Linked DNA regions of Callithrix jacchus: region 2 is linked to region 1. A link is a contact called in public Hi-C data. All regions are on one chromosome and are shown on one strand. The core of a region is the stretch at or near the end of the contact, and the rest is flanking DNA. Distances in the headings are between cores, read along the strand shown. Region 1 has its middle 170 kb from the start of INSR. Region 2 holds the start of ARHGEF18 (Rho/Rac guanine nucleotide exchange factor 18).

Evidence for each region. A called contact is a pair of places that touch in the nucleus more often than the background predicts.
Region 2: a contact with region 1 is called in a Hi-C map of induced pluripotent stem cells, with 4 times the contacts expected there. The contact joins the promoter of ARHGEF18 here to the enhancer-like site in region 1. A contact is called at or near these places in 3 of 3 Hi-C or Micro-C datasets (induced pluripotent stem cells and skeletal muscle).

Annotation. Positions count from the first base shown.
Region 1 is chr22:6,708,004-6,712,338 of calJac240_pri, forward strand. No RefSeq gene overlaps it. Among named protein-coding and RNA genes, the nearest start is that of INSR, 170 kb to the right of the region's middle. Within about 2 kb of position 1,663, at least 3 of the 16 cell types and tissues checked have an H3K27ac peak or open chromatin away from gene starts, as enhancers often do.
Region 2 is chr22:6,936,293-6,940,608 of calJac240_pri, forward strand. It overlaps ARHGEF18 (Rho/Rac guanine nucleotide exchange factor 18), which reads left to right and starts at 2,414. Exons shown (of 29, transcript XM_035287456.3): 1 at 2,414-2,638.

The DNA of each region.
Region 1 (4,335 bases), core at 413-2,912:
AGGAGAGTCCTACGTGCTTGTGGGGCCACCTCGGCCTCTCCTCTGGGGTCCTAGTCTTGGGCTTGAAGTCTCTCTGGGGGTCTTCACAGTGCTTGGCCTCAGGAGGGAGGTTCAGTGACTTGGGTTTCACTTCGTACCTGCTGGGGCTGCAGCTGGCCTTGCTGGGCATGCAGGCCTCTGCAGAGTCCCCGGCTCAGGCCCATGCTCGGGGCTGGCCTCACTGGTGCTGGTGATGCTGGTCATGCTCAGGCTCCTCTCGATCTTGGCCATGATAGGGTCAATGTCCTCCTCCTGGTCCTCCAGGTCCCCGTCCCCATGCCTCAGGTGGTATGGGGAGGGGCCGGTGTTCCCGTTGGCCTCTATGGGGTAGTAGCCCTGGTAACCCTCTTTGCTGGGATAGTAGTGGCCATCTTCTTCCTGGTCGTGGGCCTCCAGGACAGAGGGCTCGTCCTCCAGGATGGGCAGGTGGCCGTCTGGGTAGTCCTGGCTGCCCTCAGCACAGTGGCTATAGGGGTGCAGGCCCACCAAGTCCAGCCACTCCTCTCCTGTCCCGGAGTAAGACTCTCCTGTCCTAGAGAAGGTAGCAGAGGGGCCCAAGAGCAAGGGACCTCCTGGTACAGCCCCTGCAGATGCTGAAGCAAGGCGGTGGGAGGGGCTGGGTGCCTTGCAGTTGTGATGATGGCTGAGCTCTTCACTGGTCGGTCTAGTTAGGAGGAATGCAGTGTGGATGCTCCTGGCACGTGTCAGTGTCGACGGGGTGCATGCCGTGGGCCAGGTACTCCTCCCCATTGCAGTCCCTGCTCTCCAGGTAGCTGTCGTCCTCCGGGCAGTAGCAGATGTTGTAGGTCATGCCCTCCTCCTCCTTGGGGAGGCCCTTGTCGTAGTCCTCCTCCTCGGAGGTGTTCACGTAGTTGGAGTCCCCATCAGGGCTGTGGTTGTGGCACTCCCACTGCTTGGGCTGTGGGAGAACGTGGTGGGAGGTGCCGCGGGGAATGGAGTGGCCTCGTGCATGGCCAGGCTTTGTGAGGTTCTGACTCTGCCCTTCCCAATGTTCCTCCCACACTGGCTGCCTCCTCCAGGAGATGATGGCTCCCTGAGCGCCTGCCATGGCCCACCGAAAGTGTGAGAGCGCGAGGAAGGGGCATGAAGGCAAACTGGGTCCCCAGAAAGATAATGTCCTGTAAGAAAACGAAGGCATGAGAGCCCCAAGATGACCATAATCCCTTGGGCAAGGGACTCTCTGGCCAGAGGGCAGCCAGTTCCAGGCCCTCGGGCACATAGTCCTCTACGGGCAGCTCCTCGTCTTCGCTCCTGGCCGTGGGGAACAGGGCCCAGCCTCACTCCGTGGTCCAACATGCCGCTCCTGGCGCTCTCACACTTTCGGTGGGCCATGGCAGGCGCTCAGGCAGCCATCATCTCCTGGAGGAGGCAGCCAGTGTGGGAGGAACATTGGGAAGGACAGAGTCAGAACCTCACAAAGCCTGGCCATGCACGAGGCCACTCCATTCCCCGCGGCACCTCCCACCACGTTCTCCCACAGCAACGGCAAATGACAGCTCCTCAGCGAGGCCGCGCGGAGCCGCACAAACCTTCTGCGGCGGAGTCGGAGTCGCGGCAGGCGCGTCCCGGAAGCGGCGCACGACAAGCGCGCAGGGCCGCGTCTACCGGGCGCACGCGCACTGACCTGAGCCTGCGGGACACGCGCCCCCAGCCGCTCGCTTCGCCTCACCCTCTCCTGGGTCGCCGAGGCGACATAGCGCGGCGGGAAGAGATGGAATACGAAGATGCCTCGGAGCCGGGCGTGCACGAGGCCCTGGTCCCTGGACCCCGGCCCCCGGCCCCCGGCCCCCGGCGCTGGGACAGTGGGCAGGGCGGGCGCGCCCGGAGCTCAGACGCTGGAAGGCGTGGCGCCCTCAAACCTGGGCCCTGGGAAGCACCCAGATTCCGAAGGCACGGCCTGGCCCTGCTGGCTGGGTAGCTGCAGGGGTCTAGTCCGGTTAGTAGAGCCGGTGAACACGAGGCTCCCACCGTGCCACGGCCGCCGCACTACGCCCTGCTCACCTGACCTCCACCACCACCGCAGCTGTAAGAGGCTACCCTAGACCAACGAACCCTCGGGGCTCCTCAGAAAACCCCATCCGTCAGGAGAGGCTCCCTGCTGCCTCCCCACCGCAGCTACCCTAGGCCCGTGCAAGGCTCCAAGTGTTCCCTACCAGTCCCCTCTAAGCACCCCGGCACCCTATTTCCCATACCTGTGCTGCTTTAGCCCCCAACCCTAGGGCCTCACTCCAAGCCATTCTCTCCTTGCTGTCCCGAATGGAGAGGACCCTGACCTCCGCGGGGCGCAGGGGAGCACACACTCACACACATCCCCAGGGGAGCCAGTCTTCTGCTCCACAGCGCGAGAAATTCCCTGAAGGCCCTGGAAGGTGATGCTGGAGACTCCGGTGTCACCTTCGGCCCTCTGGCCCTTTCCTCGAGTCCTAGGCAGATGTGGTAAGCCGTGGGAGACGCACAGGGTGCCTTGTCTGGGCAGAGCGGGGGCTCAGGTGCCTCCCTCCCTGAGTGATTTGCCTTCTTCTCTTCTTGTGGCTGGATTAGGTGAAGCTGCGTCTGAAGTTGGGGGTAAAGGACAGGGGACCTAGTGGGTGAGAAGAGCCCATCTTCCTGCTGTCCTGAGGGCCCGAGCTGAGACCCTGAGAAGAAGGGGCTGGGGGAAGCCGAATCCTGAGCTGCACTAGGGTTAGATACAGTGTGGACTTGGCCTCTCCACACTCTGCCCCCACCAAAGTTACAAATCCCCAGGGCCAGAGCTGCCAGTGGGGGTTGCTCCTGGTAGGGCAGCTTTGTAGCCACAGGGCCAAACAAAGAGGCAAAGGCAGAGCTGGGGCAGGCCAGTGAGGTTCGTGACCCCCTCCCCGCTCAGGTGAGCATATTTTTTAACTTTAGTGGAGACGGGGTTTCTCCACGCTGTTTATGCTGGTCTCAAACTCCCGACCTCAGTGATCCACCTGCCTCAGCCTCCCAAAGTCCTGGGATTACAGGCCTGAGCCACCACACCTGGCCAGAATGCTGGTTCTTTAACGTCTCTTGGCAGTGGAGGTGAAATCTTCCTTAGAATTCAAAACCGTGGGCAAGCACGAACATGGGATTAAGGTCTGAATTAAATCTGTCAGCAGACCCCAAAGATCCCAAGCCAAGAATTCTGTAACAGGTGGCCCCAGATCAGCAGTGCCCACACGGGCCTAAACAAAAGCAACACTGTCAGAGAAATCTAAAACTTAAAAAAAAAAAAAAGCAAAGCCAAAAACCTACAGGTGAAGTTGCAATGAACAGAACGCAGCTGAGAAAAGGTAACATGACCCTGAGGCAGGACAGGCAAGCCCTAAGTGGCTCAGCCTGAAATGGTTCTTGGCTTTGCCCAGGAAAGAATTCAAGGGCAAGTCAGACGTAGAAGAAATCAGCTTTATTGAAGCAACAGTGTTACAGCTCTGGGACTGCTCCTGCAGAGCAGGGCCACCCCACAGGCGGAGCGGGGCAGCTCAGCTCGGGGCAGTTTTACATTCCTATTTATACCTACTTTTTTTTTGAGACAGTCTTGCTCTGTCACCAGGCTGGAGGACAGTAGTGTGATCTCAGCTCACTGCAACCTCCACCTGCTGGGTTCCAGCAATTCTCCTGCCTCAGCCTCCAAAGTAGCTGGGACTACAGGCATGCATTCTTATGCCCAGCTAATTTTTGTGTTTTTCGTAGAGACAGGGTTTCACTATGGTGGCCAGGCTGGTTTGGAACTCCTGACCTCAGGTGATCCACCATCCTTGGCCTCCCAAAGTGCTGGGATTGCAGGCGTGAGCCTCTGCAACTGGCCTTCCTGGCCTCATTGAAAGAGGAGTCTCTAACACTTTGTTTGATCTGTTTTTCCTAAGGCTGATTCATCTAGAGGGCCTTACTTTTTAAATTTCAAAATATGCCCTGTAGATGGCAGTATTACACCATCCTAAATCCACAAACCAAAATGGTTTTCATTTGAACCCTGGCTAAGAATCACTAAAGCAATATCTTGAGTTTTGTAGCCAGTGTGAAAGGAAAATAAATCTCCCCCCAAAATTACTAAGCCGAAGGGAAAAGCCAAGCTGGGAACTGCATCGGGCAAACCTGCCTTCCATTCCGCTCCTAAATAAGATAGATACAAAGATTGAAACAATCCCCATCCCTCCCTCACAATTTTCTGGTGAGGAAATTCCCTGTAGACAGAGGACAGGCAGAACCAAAGTCATCCCTCTGTTCACATGAGACAAATGCGTATCTGGTGGCTTCCTCTCTCCTATTGTTTCA
Region 2 (4,316 bases), core at 1,164-3,663, 230 kb after region 1:
AATAATCAGTTGGTTACAGAATGAGTGTGTACAAATCTGTGTATGTCTGTGTCTCGTTGGGGCGATTCTGTGGGTGGCCCCGTGTGTGTCCCTGGGGACAGTGTGGTGAGGGCTTTCCAGGTCTGTGTGTTTGCGACTTTGTGGGGTCTCATGGCAACCAGTGTGCAAGGCAGGGTCTCCGTGGGTGTTCTCAGAGGCGGCCAACATCTGCTCTTTGTTGTTGTTTTGTTTGTTTTTTGAGACAGAGTCTCACTCTGTCACTCAGGCTGGAGTGCAGAGGCACAATCTTGGCTTACTGCAACCTCTGCCTCCCGGGTTCAAGCGATTCTCCTGCCTCAGCTTCCTAAGTAGCTGGGATTACAAGTGCCCACCACATCCGGCTAATTTTTATATTTTTAGTAGAGACAGGGTTTCACCATGTTGGCCAGGTTGGTCTCGAACTCCCGACCTCAGGTAATCCACCTGCCTCAGCCTCCCAAAGTGCTGGGATTACAGGTGTGAGACACCGTGCCCGGCCAGCATCTGCTGTGTGTGTGTGTGATCTGTGTGACTGTGATTGTGAGTCCACATGCATATCCAGGCGTGTTTGTTGTGTGTCTACATGCCCGTTCTGCATGTCCACATGGAACTGCATGCTCACATGTGAAGTTGTGCCTGTGAGCACATGTGTCTGTGTTTGCCTCTCCGTGTGTGTGTCCTTGAGCTTCATGTTTTCCAGGAGCTGCAGCCCCGTTGTGCAGAGCGGTTGTGCACTGTTGTGCACATGCATGTGTCTGGTGTCCTCTGTGTGTGGGGGCTCCTATGTCTAGGTGTGCACACTTGCACCTGCCTCTGTAAGTCCCCATGGCTGCGTGTGACCATGTGTGAGGCGTGATTGTGCAGCAGCCCAAGACCAGCTGTGTGCACCGCTGGGCAGTGGTGTGATGGCAAATGCTGAACATCCACCTCTCAAGTGGGGAGCACTGAATTACAGCATTCCAGTTCTCACGGTAAAAATACTCTCACCACAGCCAATTTCAAGTGATGCCGCAGAACTATGAGTCAGAAGGAGACGTGCAGCGGCACACCATTCTACAGCAGTTCTCCAACAGATTCAGTAGACAAAAGCAACCTCCAAAGCATAGATTATGAGGCCAGGCATGGTGGCTCACGCCTGAAATTCCAGCCCTTTGGGAGGCCAAGGTGGGAGGATTGCTTGAGCCCATGAGTTCAAGACCAGCCTGGGCAACAGAGTAAGATCCCTGAGTCTCTACAAAACTAAAAACTAAAAAAAAATAAGATCTAAACTTAGGCTGGGCACAGTGGCTCATGCTTCTAATCCTAGCACTTTGGGAGGCCAGAGCAGGTGGATTGCTTGAGCCCAGGAGTTCAAGACCAGCCTAAGCGATATGGTGAGACCCTGTCTCTACTAAAAATACCCACATACACAAATAGCCAGGCATGGTGATGTGTGCCTCTGGTCCCAGCTACGCAGGAGGCTGAAGTGGGAGGATCACTTCAGCCCAGGGGATGGAGGTTGCAGTGAACCAAAATCATGCCACTGCCCTCCAGCCTGGATGACAGAGTGAGAGCCTGTCTGAACAGAAAAATTATACATGAAAAATTATATCTATGTATATATATATATAAATTATATATAAGTACATATAAAGCATATATATACATGAATTATCTATTTAAGAAACTTAGCTGTGCAGTTTTATATAGTTAAATATAAGTATATATATATATTATACATAAATTATCTATTAAGACTTAGCTGGCATGGTGGCATGTGCCTGTAATCCCAACTACCCAGGAGGCTGAAGCAGAAGGAACATTTGAGTCCAGGAGATTGAGGCTGTGGTGAGCTATGATTTCACCACTGCACTCCAGCCTGAGTGACAGAATGAGGCCCTATCTCTAAAAATAAAATAAACTTTTTTTTTGAAGAGCCAAATCTGAGCATTTCCTACCAACTCCACACTCAGTGGCATCACACTGTAGGTGAAATCAGCCACGCTGGGAGCATTTACACCAGGAGAATCGGCAGTGGTTGTTAAATGTTACCAGCACGCCAGGTTGTTCTGCCAGCTTCCCGGAGCCCACGAAACAGTGTAACCGTGAGTGTTTCCGAGTCTCAGTGCGCACCCACCCGGCTGGGCTTTGACTGGGTGCCTTTGTCTCTACAGATACACATGACTTGCATGTCCCCACATGGTGCTGTCTATACACCCATGTGCCTGGGTGAGGCCCCCACACCCTGTTCCTCTTCAGCAGTTGGTGCCACAGGAAGCTGCTGGGGTGGGGGTTGAGGACGCTGGGCCTCTCCCCAGCTCCCCACCCCTCCTCCCCAAGACACCTGCATGCACAGGGCTGAGGGGTGGGAGCAGGGCTCTCTGCCTCTAGAACCCCCATCCTCTGTGCTCTTCTCAGACCCCTGGATTGGCCAGCAGCTGCGAGCGGCGTAGCAGGCACGCAGGCAAGCCGTTGAGAAAGAGGAAGTCGGGTGCTGTTGGGTCACTCTGTGGTTATCCCAGGCTCTACCCAGCCAGCGGTTCCCTTGGGCCAGCTCAAAACCCTGGCCATAGGTCATGGGGACTGCAGGAGCTGGTAGCCAGGCTGAGTGCGTGCAGGTCGCAAAACCGAGCTCCATCTGGTGAGTACTTATCCTGGGAAGTGCAGAGAGATGGACCCATCAGGAGAGACTGGTTGGCAGTGGGGTCCAGGAAGTCTAGGGGGATAGCGAGCAGACAGACCATCGCTGTCTCTCTCTACCTTGCTGTCACCTTGCTTCCTGAGCGGGTGGGGGATGTTTTTGGCCCTCGCATTCATTGTGCAGAGATTTGTGGTCATAAGGGGTCACCCCAGAGGACTAGGGTCCATGAGGGCCTACTAGGTAAGAAAGGAGGATAGAGTCTGGGCACAGTGGCTCACACCTGTAATCCCAGCAGTTTGGGAGGCAAAGGCAGGCGGATCACTTGAGGTCAAGAGTTTGAGACCATCCTGGCCAACATGGTGAAACCCCATCTCTACTAAAAATACAAAAATTAGCCAGGCGTGGTGGCAGATGCCTGTAATCCCAGCTACTCGGGAGGCTGAGGCAGGAGAATCATTTGAACCTGGGAGGCGGAGGTTGTAGTGAGCTTCTCAGCCTCAAAAAAAAAAGAAAAATAAGAAGAAGAAAAGAAAAAACAAAGAAAGGAGGATGGAGCTCCTCGTAGCCAAGGCCCTCTGCATGGGGCCAGGAGACACAGAGTGAACAGAGAATGTGGGGGCTGCGGCAAAGTCTCGGGAGCCCTTGCACCTTGAACTACAGATTCTGGGACTCTCCCCCCACCACCCTGTCCATGGACCTCCTTGATGCAAATTCTGAATCTACTGTCAAAACAAACTCATACTTAAGGCTGATGGCTGAGAGCCAACTCTGAGACAGTTCTTGTCCTGATCTTCTGAGCATGACATCCAAGGAGCACGACCTTCCACCCAGGCAGTCCTCCTTCAGGCAGGGGCTCTTCTCCTTGGGAGACAACCCCTGGCTCCTCTCGTGGTCCCCTCTTAGGGAGCCCACACAACCACCTGCCTGGGACCGGGTGGGGTGGGGGAGGAAGGCTGTGGTTTGTGCTGGCCACACCCAGGTCTGTTGTTTCCTGCCAGCCCCCCATGCTGCAGGGCAGGCTTCAGGCACCCTGAGGCCTGGAAGGGGGCCTCAGAGCCAGGAGGGATCTAATCTAGAGTGGATGGCTGGGGCCTAAGAGGATGGAACTGGTGACACTGGAAGACGATACTCCAAGGCCAGGTCACCTGCTGTGCTGAGAAAAGAACTTGACAATGAAAGGAGGTCAAGGAAGGGTTGCCCCATAATCAGCCATGTTTAAACTCCCTTGCTGTGACTGGGAGGCCCCCTGGGAGGGCTTCCTGGTAGAGGCAAACTTCCTGGTAGAGTGCCATGAAGAACCAGTAGAATGCCAACTGCAAACCCCTCAGTGCTTCTGGTCTGGGCTGTCTCCCATGTCTCCCTGGGTGCCTGGCCATCCCCCAGCCCATGGCCAGGGATGGACATATGCTGATGCTCGATACTGTTGTAGATGACATGGTGACTGTGTTGGACAGCTGGGCATTCAAATCCCAGTTCCCTGGCCTCTGTGTGGCCTTGGGCAAGTGACTTAACTGCTCTGAGCTTTCGTTTGCTCATCTGTAAAAAGGCTGTTATGAGTTTGTGGTGTGTGTGTATGTGTGTGTGTGTGTGTGTGTGTGTGTGTGTGTGTGAGACAGAGTCTTGCTCTATCATCCAGGCTGGAATGCCGTGGTGCAATATCAGCTCACGGCAACCTCCG